2 separate regions of the Mus musculus genome follow, and region 1 is linked to region 2. A link is a contact called in public targeted proximity ligation data. All regions are on one chromosome and are shown on one strand. The core of a region is the stretch at or near the end of the contact, and the rest is flanking DNA. Distances in the headings are between cores, read along the strand shown. Region 1 has its middle 33 kb from the start of Cntf. Region 2 holds the start of Mpeg1 (macrophage expressed gene 1).

Region 1 (4,544 bases), core at 2,011-4,510, 270 kb before region 2:
GTGTCCCGCCAGTTCCTTTTGGCACCCGTTGCATGTGTATTTTTTTTTTTTAACTTACAGCCTGTTGTTTTATACCTTGGACTAAGTAAAGTGGAGAAGGAGCGGGGAAACTTCATTCACTGGGCCAAGTCCCCAGGAAGGGCAGTTTGGCTGCCTGTGAAAGAACTTTAACTATTTATACTCTTCCTTCAATTGTGTGGGAATCATTCAGCAAGACTGATTCAAAGGAAGAAACTCCCAAGTTGAGTGTGGTACCCTGATATCCCTTCCCATAAGAGAGGAATGCAGTCAGCGCACAGATGTGACACACTCCCCAGCTAGCTTCTGCAGGACTGCAGGAAACCTCTCTTGGAGAACTTTTTGTGAATACTCAAAGAATAAACGGTCTGTGGTACCTCATGACTGTATCCCCAGCACTTGGGAGGCTGAGAACTGTAGCAGCTCAATGAATAAGAAGCACAAGAACAGAGGAACAGGGTAACAGAGCATTTCTGAAATAAACTCAGATTCTTAGGATACTAGGATCAGAGAATAGGAACAGCATGCCCATCACCAGGTGGAATCTGCTTGAACATCTGGAGGTACAGAAAACTCTATCTTCATAGTAAGTAGAAATCAGTCTCTATGATGACTTACTGTCCTGGGAAAATTTTTGGAGTTTGTATTGGTGTGAATGAGAAATCTCTCTATCAGCTGATGTATTTGAACACGTGGTTGCCCCCACATCACCCTTTATGTGCTTCTGGGGAAGGTTAAGGAACTTTTAGGAGGTGGAGCTTTGCTGGAGGAAGCCTGTCACTAGGGGTGAGCTTTGGAAGGATAACCTGGCTCTACTTCCTATTCTCACTTTGCTTCACGTTTGCTGATGAAACGTGACCAGCCAGCTTTCTGCTCCACCCGTTTGCTTTCCTGCCATGGTAACCTCTAACCCTCTGGAATAATAAGTCAAAATAGTCCCTTTCTTCCTTAGGTGATTTGGCCAAGGTGATTTTTGTTTTTGTTTTATTGGTTTTTTTTTTTTTTTTCCACACCACAGGAAAGAAGTAAAACAGAGCCTTAGAAACATCTGCCTTTTTATTTTCAGCTGACAGGGCTCCAGGTAGTTGAAGATTATTCACCATGTAAGTATAATTAACACTCTAATAACAATTACTCTTTAAGCAGTCCTTATTACATGAGAAATGCTGCCACATATTTATAGTAGAACACAAGTTAACCTTTATAGTAGTTTGCTCCTTTTAGGGTTGATGGCACTGAGATAGAGGAGATAATAAGCTTTCTAGAAAACATTAGAATTAGGGTTCCACACAGATTTGTGCAATTTTTGACCATAGCATGCATCATGGATCTAGGGTAGCTAAACTGGAAAAAAGTGAAGCATGTTGGAGAAATACTGACAAGAGAAACTAACACACACTAAGATTTTAAGTTGTGGAGAGTATGAGAAGTTAAAAAAAAAAAAGATTTTGTGAGGGCTATAGAGATACCTCTGCTGATTAAGGACTTGACTCGTAAGCATGAGGTTTGAGTTCCATCCCCAGAACCCACATGATGGTGGCATGATGGTGACATGGAGGCTGACTCTTGGTTCTGGAGCCAGCAGTCTAGCCTTCCTTCGTGGAGAGTTCTGCCAACTATTGTAGAGATCAGTAACACAGAGGAATAAAAGTGATCAAAAATCAAGAGAATAGTTACATAATGTAGGGCATTGGTATTGAAACTAGAATACGATGCAAAATACTGAAGAATAAACAAATTATATTTAAATATACACACACACACACAACAGGAGAAAAAAAATTTCACCAGAGTAAAGTAACCAACAATCAATTATAAGATTGTTTGAAAAATATGCAAAACCAAAAACAAAATGTAAAAGAAATATTTATTTGTGACAGTAATTGTAGTTAGGGCAAAATAAGTAAATAAATAAACAAACAAATAAGTAAGTTTAAGTGGTTGTATGTGAGCTAGCAAGCACATTAAACTATGAGAATAAGAACAAGAATACCTAGTGAATAGACCATTCAACTGAAGAACCACCACCCAAAGCTGTATTTTGCACGCTCATCTAGTGAATGGGCACAACTCCAAAGCCCACATTCAAAAATAGGTGTAGAGCTGAACAGAATTAAAAGGAATATTATGTCAGGAATTCCCAGCAACAATTTTAAGTTTGACAGTTACCTTTGAGGATCCACAGAGCTCAGCGCTGCTGGCTTAATCATCGTGACTACAGTGTAAGGACACAGACTATTAAAATCAGCAAAATGCAGGTAAGAAGCCAGCTCTGTTCTCCCTGGGAGAACACACAGTCCGTGCTTCATTCTCCTACTGTGACTGTGTGACAACACACGGGCAATGTAGTTGGGCAGAGAATCTTACCTGAAACTAGGCATCTAGACTTTTTACTGGAGTCATTCATAGAGATTTAGGTGACTAATCTCCAGTCACCAATTTCAGCTCCACCCTACAGGTCAAAGTAATCTAGGATAGCTCAGGGTCTTCTGCGATAGAAAACAGGGTTCAACCATTGTAAATCACATTGTTAGCATAAATTATCTGATGTGTGACCAAGATAACTCAGTAAGTCAATAGATTCGACAGGGAGGGAGGGAGGGAGGATTCAAAAGAAAAAGACAATTAGACAACACTATAACAGGACCCCAGCCAGTTCTGAAGCTGAAGAGGCTTTTGTTTTTTGTCTGCTTTTATATCATTCTAGGTACATACAAAGAAGATAATCAGTCCTAAGGCATAAACCAAGTAGTTAAAGAACACAGAAAGCATAAACAAAGATCCCTTGATTACTGTATTTAGGGTCTTAACAAGACCCATCAAGATAGAAAGAACACATTCCTCAACCTTATTCACCTTGAGCCTACTTCCTTGTCCTAGCCCAATGTCAAATTCCTTCCAAATTCCTAGAAGGCGGAATCAAGAGTTCCCCACAGGTGTGGATCAACTTCTCAGGTAAATAAAGACATCGTTCTCAGTCAGGATATTCCAAGAATTCAGCAGGACTTGGCTGAGAGATGAGAATTCTCTTGCTTTATTTACTCTTCACTCGGGTTGTGTTTTCTTCTTCAGGGAGTACCAAATATTAGCGCCCCAGAGGGCTACAGACTGTCCTGGTAGCATCTACAGGTCAAGTCTCACACTCCATGAATTGAGACTGCCAGAGTCTCAATATGGGATGAGAACCTGTAGTCACTCTGGAAGAGCTGGGTCGACTGAAAGGACAAGCATGAAGAGAGTGCTTCCGCAATTAGAGGGAAGCAGATTAAAGAAACAGTTGAAACCTACACTATCAATTGGGCATAACTGCTTCACAGTAGTGCAGTCAATTCAGTAGGTACAAATGAAAGTCAGAACACAATGAAAGCACACACTTTTACCATAGACTATCTGTTTTGGTTGTTTGAATGAGAATGTTCTGCATAGGCTCATATACTTGAATGCTTGGAATCCTGCCAGTGGAACGATTTGGGGAAAGATTGAATCTAGCATGAATCCTGAAGTAAAGGCCCTACACTTTGCAGTAGTCTTTTGTAAATAGTCAGTGATTGTTATCTGAGGTTTATGGAGTTGCTCTTCTGAAGGATTCACAGAGCCTTTGCAAATCTCAATCCCAAGACATACCTGGCAAACCAAGAAGTCTCCTATAGCTGAGAATTGCTTAGGGAAAGGTTCCTTTAGGCAGCAACCAGATCAGGTTTCAGAATGTGTAAATTGACTTGCTAAAAGTACCCTTTGTGTAACAGTGAAAAGGCTCATCAATTTGAGTTCCTCAGAGGCTGATCTACCTACTGCAAAGAGCTACATTGTCTCTTTTTTTGACTGGTCGACTGTCTGGCACAACCTAGAACAATGATATTTGACACCCAATGTTGTGGGTGAAAAAGGGGGTCCTGACAATTCAGGACTGGAGATAAAGCTGGGCATAGTGGTGCATGCCTTTAATCCCAGCACTTGTAGGCAGAGGCAGGTAGATTTCTGAGTTCGAGGCCAGCCTGGTCTACAAAGTGAGTTCCAGGACAGCCAGGGCTATACAGAGAGTAACCCTGTCTTGGAAAAAAAGAAAAAAGAAAAAAACCACCACCACCACCAACAACAACAAAAAAGTACTCTCAAAGAGTAAGTGGTAGTCCAGGATTGGGCAGGGTCATGGGGAATCCCCATTTCACAAGCAGCATGAGTTATGAGATCCGTAGAGTTGTTAAAATGCTAGTTAAAAAGAAAAGCATTAACTGCACATTTATGGCAAATATTGCAGATACAAATAGGAAGGCTCCTGAGACAAGAATAAATCAAAAGGGGAAATGTTTACTCAAGGCCTGCAAATAGAGAAGCTCCAAAAACAAAAAAAAAAACATAAAAGCAGAGAAAAAGCTTCTTCTTGGTAGAAATAGAGGAAGGAAAAAGGCTCTTCCTGAAAGAAAAGGGACAGTAGTTATTAGTTGGGAACCAACAGATGTGACAAATCTGAAGCCAGTTTAAAAAGCTGTGGTATCATATAAAATGATTCATCCTATGTAAGAGAG
Region 2 (4,321 bases), core at 154-2,653:
ACCTGGCAAGCCAGGTAGCTTGTCAGGTTTAATGAAGAAATGCAGAGGCAAGCCAGCACGGTCTATTGCCACTAGGTGGTTAGTGATGCCCTTCTGCCAGGTTTCTAAGGTGATGCCTGGATAGAAGGGAACCCCTCCAAAACTCTGCACCCTGGAGTTGGTCCTGTTCGACAGGTAGTCCTTCGTCAAACTGGTCTGAGAAATGTAGTCTGTTTCAACTTTGAAGTTCACAATGTTTAAGAAGGCAATCCCTGCAGAAGCGGTCACGGTGTTCTGGCTATTCTGGTTGTCCAGAAGGAAGGAGGACCTTACGTGATCCTCCTGAACCAGTGCAGCCCCAGCATCCACACTAGTGATTACGTGTGTGCCATAGTTGAGGATCAAGAGCTCTGCCAGGTAGGTGGCCATCTTCGTCTGGTTTTTCTCTAGTTGGTCACAGATGTCCATAAGTGCCTTCGTAAACCCCAAGCTGAGCTCTGAAGTTGGGGTGGTTTTCACTGTGTAGATCCGGTTTCTTACCTGAACCCTGGTAGTCACAGCTTGGTCCTTTACTTGAAGGGTCTTCATCCTTTGGAACTCAGTAGAGAACTTGCCGTTGACTCTGGAGAAAAGGGCGAGTTCTGTGTTGATAGAAAGTGAGGTGGTACTCTGGTAATTCATCCAGGACTCCAGGACTTCTGAGTTCATCTCCAGGTTGCTCTCTTTCTGAGGAATAGTATACACTTCATCGGGGATGATGTACTGCCCATCTTCTGTGGTCTTACAGTTGGTGTATGTCAAGTCCATCACCCGTCCCATGTCTACATTTCTCAGATTATCCCAGCCTCCTCCTGGTAGGACCTCCAAGACAGGTAGTTTCAGGGCATTCTTGCATATTTGAAATCCAGTGGTACCCGTTTCTCCAAGAGGCTTGTCTGCTTCAGCACACGCTATTATCATCCAGATGAGGACCAAGGCCATGAAGCTGTTCATGGCGCAGATGGTTTTGGCCATATACCAGCCCTAAGCATTCACCAACAAGACTGGGGCAAACAGAAGGATGGAAAAGAAAGCGGTTGTTGAAACAGAAAATTCTACAGTTCTCCTAAAACCATCAGTTCCTCTTTATGCTGCTCCAATTGCAAAACAGAGAAGTGAAAGCTGGTTGGAATATTAGAGACCATTAGTACCTTGTAAAAATTATTCTACTCTGGATATGCAAAGATACACTCTTCAATCCCCCCCCCCCCACACACACCCTATGTCCCTCACCCTGCCTTTCTTCTACACAGGGGTTTGGCACCCAGTAAAAGTGTGGATTCAACAACTTACCTCTGTCAGAAGGCTCTGTCTGGCTTTTGTTTCACTCTCTTTGACTTCAAAACCTGCCTTTCTCTTCTTTTGTGAAATCACAGTATTAGTTTCTTTTTACTGGAAACGCAGGAGTTAGTAGCAACCTTGTGCTTATTTACATACCCCGCCTCCAGGCTACTCTGTGTCAAGGACAAATCTTAGATGTCTCATTGGTACACTGAAGTTGGGGCCTGCCCCCTGAGAACAAAAGTGTAAAATAATAAATAAATAAATAAATAGATAACCTCAGATGCATGCTTTGTGAGGTCTCATTGTTACAAACTCAAACAGTCCTATTTTGGAGATAGACTTATCTAGGGCTGAACTGCTCAGGAAAGCATTCCGTTTGCTGGGAACCCTCACCCTGAATTGTTCTGGGCATCCTGGGTGAGGGTGAGGGCTTCCACGCTGTTCTGTTTTTCTCCGTTCAGAGAGAAATATTCAAGAGAAGACAAAAGCCACACTACAAATTTGCAAAGTTTGGTTTACTCAAAGCATACAAACGGCCCAGGAGCATCCGTGCTTGTGTCCACACATTTGTCTGATCGTCTCCATGTGTGCAATTTTTAAACTAAGCAGCAACTGACCACACGTTTAACTTTTTCATCCAAAAACTTTTTTGTCAGCAAAGACAGCAAAAAAGGAAACATGCTCTTTATTACATGGGTTAAAAGTACTAAAATTCATTTCTTCTATTGTCAGGAAAACATAATGAGCACTCTTTTCTCAACACCCACCTCTTCTTTTTGTCTAGCAGTGATACTAGCTCCTTTAGATTTGTGATTCAGAGAGGAGTAGTCTGTGCTAGCGATCAAGTATCAGAATTAAGGGAGGCTTAGGTGAATTACACAGTTGTAACACCTGGAGTGTCTTGGTTCATTTAGCAGCAGCCAGGAACTCTATAGCAGATAATAAATCTTCACACAGCACCCTCATAGCACCCCAGATCATTTTAGGAGCAAGATGCAGGGCTAAGACTTTAAAAGCAGAAACATGTTTCAGCCGTGGGTGAAGACTACCACCTGTGTATAGGCTGTGAAGATCTTAACGAACTAAATTATCTCAGGTTGTCATTGAGGAAGCAACAAAGCATTTTTGAAGGACTTGAGCTTCCCTAGCCATGATCCAGGCTCCAGTGGTGTTCTGTAAATCCATAAAAGCCTTAGCATGGTTCTATTCATGCCAAGGTGTTTGGGGAAACTGACTCACACCAGCCTCCAATGAGGAATGAGTTTGTGAACGATGTCCAAGCTATACCAAGTTGGAGAACCCAGCCGAGTCACTGCAGAGGGTGCTCTAGTTCATATATAAGCAGGGTTATGTATTTATACCTCAGGAGACAGCACCTAGAGTTTAAAAGCTGAGACTTGAACGCCCTTGAGTGCTTGCAATAACTCAGTAAGTGCACTCTTCTATTTTAACTGGCTTATGCACACCTATTTGATGACAGGCAGGCTAGCAATTTCTTCTTGTTCTCTCTTTTCTAAATCACGTTGAGGGCTGGGGACGTGGTTATGAGGGTGCAGTGTTTATTGTGCAGGTACTAAGTCCTGAGTTTGGATCCTTAGAACTCGCCTAAAATGTGCACACAGCAGTGCATGCCTGGATCTCCAGTGCTGGAGAATCCCAAGAGACTGCTAGCTAGTGAGTAAGCTAAGCGACTGCTAAGATGTTAAGCTTCAGGTTAAGTGAGAGACCCTGTCTCAAAAATAAATAATAAATAAATAAATAAATAAATAAATAAATAAATAAATGCAGTGGAGAAGCAATTTAGGAAAAATTATGATGTCAACCTCAGCTTCTGCATGTGCCTGTGTGGGTGACCCCATATCACATACACACACATACACACACACACACACACACACACACACACACACACACACACACCACAGCACACACAAGAATAATATAAATAAGCCATAGATCCTGTTGAGACCTTGATATCCTGAAGCGAGAGGCAGGTAAAGTAAGCACAGATGGTTCTAGATTCAAGTCTTAGCAAATTGCTAAACAGTCTCTCATTATTTTCTGTCCTTTCTTTTTAGTACAGTTTTCCACTCTAACATCACATAAAATGGAAGAATGGCAAAATATTCTACAGACAACACAAGTTTTTCAAACAATGTTTATAATGAAAAATTATTGTGTTATACAATGATATGTAAAAACAATAGCATCATGAACCCAGATATGGCCAAGTATATAAAATTAGAGGCTCCAACACCAGCCAATTGACAGTGTCTGGTCAATAGAGTTTGTTGAATAATTTTTTTACTCTTAAATCTCCAGAGATTCTTTGATTTTCTTGCGTTTTCAACAATGATAATGTCTTAGCTATGAGGTTTTTTTTTAAACTGAGCATTTATTAACTACTAAATAACAATGACTATCAGTTTATATTCAGTAAAACAACTCAAGCAATACAGATATATATTTTAAATTTTTTAATTTTTGATGTAGAACACAATTAAAACATTTCTCCATTCTCATTCCTTCCCACAATCCATCCCATATACCTCTCCCCACTCTACTTCAATTTCATGGCATTTTTTTTACTAATTGTGAATGCATACATATATGTATATGTATGTGTATGTGTGTGTACATGTCTCTGTGTACATGTGCTTAGGTGTGTACATGTGTCTATGTGTATGTCTGTGTATGTGTATCTGGATGTATATGTGTGTGTTTGTGTACATGTATGTGTATGTATGTATATAAATATATATTCTTAAATGTAACCACTCAGTCCTTATAACGTTACTTATATTTTCAGGACTGACCATGTGGCACTGGAAAACCAATTAGTATGCTCTTGTTTTTTTTTTAAAGCATCAAATTACTTTTGGCATTTTCGTGTGCCCGTGGAGGTTGAACGCATGGCTTTTATGATTTCTTTGGTGAAGGAGGTTTAGCTGGTGAGAAACAATGAAAGAAGAAGTGAAATGGTGAGACTCCAGGGCACAACCTCCATTTGCATGCCAGG

Evidence for each region.
Region 1: a contact with region 2 is called in a targeted proximity ligation map of embryonic stem cells, with 3 times the contacts expected there. A contact is called at or near these places in 3 of 39 promoter capture datasets (liver, pre-B cells and stem cell-derived epiblast-like cells) and 2 of 130 datasets of targeted methods (the NIH/3T3 cell line and embryonic stem cells).

What each region holds. Positions count from the first base shown.
Region 1 is chr19:12,730,462-12,735,005 of GRCm38.p6, reverse strand. No RefSeq gene overlaps it. Among named protein-coding and RNA genes, the nearest start is that of Cntf, 33 kb to the left of the region's middle.
Region 2 is chr19:12,457,852-12,462,172 of GRCm38.p6, reverse strand. It overlaps Mpeg1 (macrophage expressed gene 1), which reads right to left and starts at 1,403. Exons shown (of 2, transcript NM_001374668.1): 1 at 1,312-1,403; 2 at 1-1,022. The coding sequence starts at 972.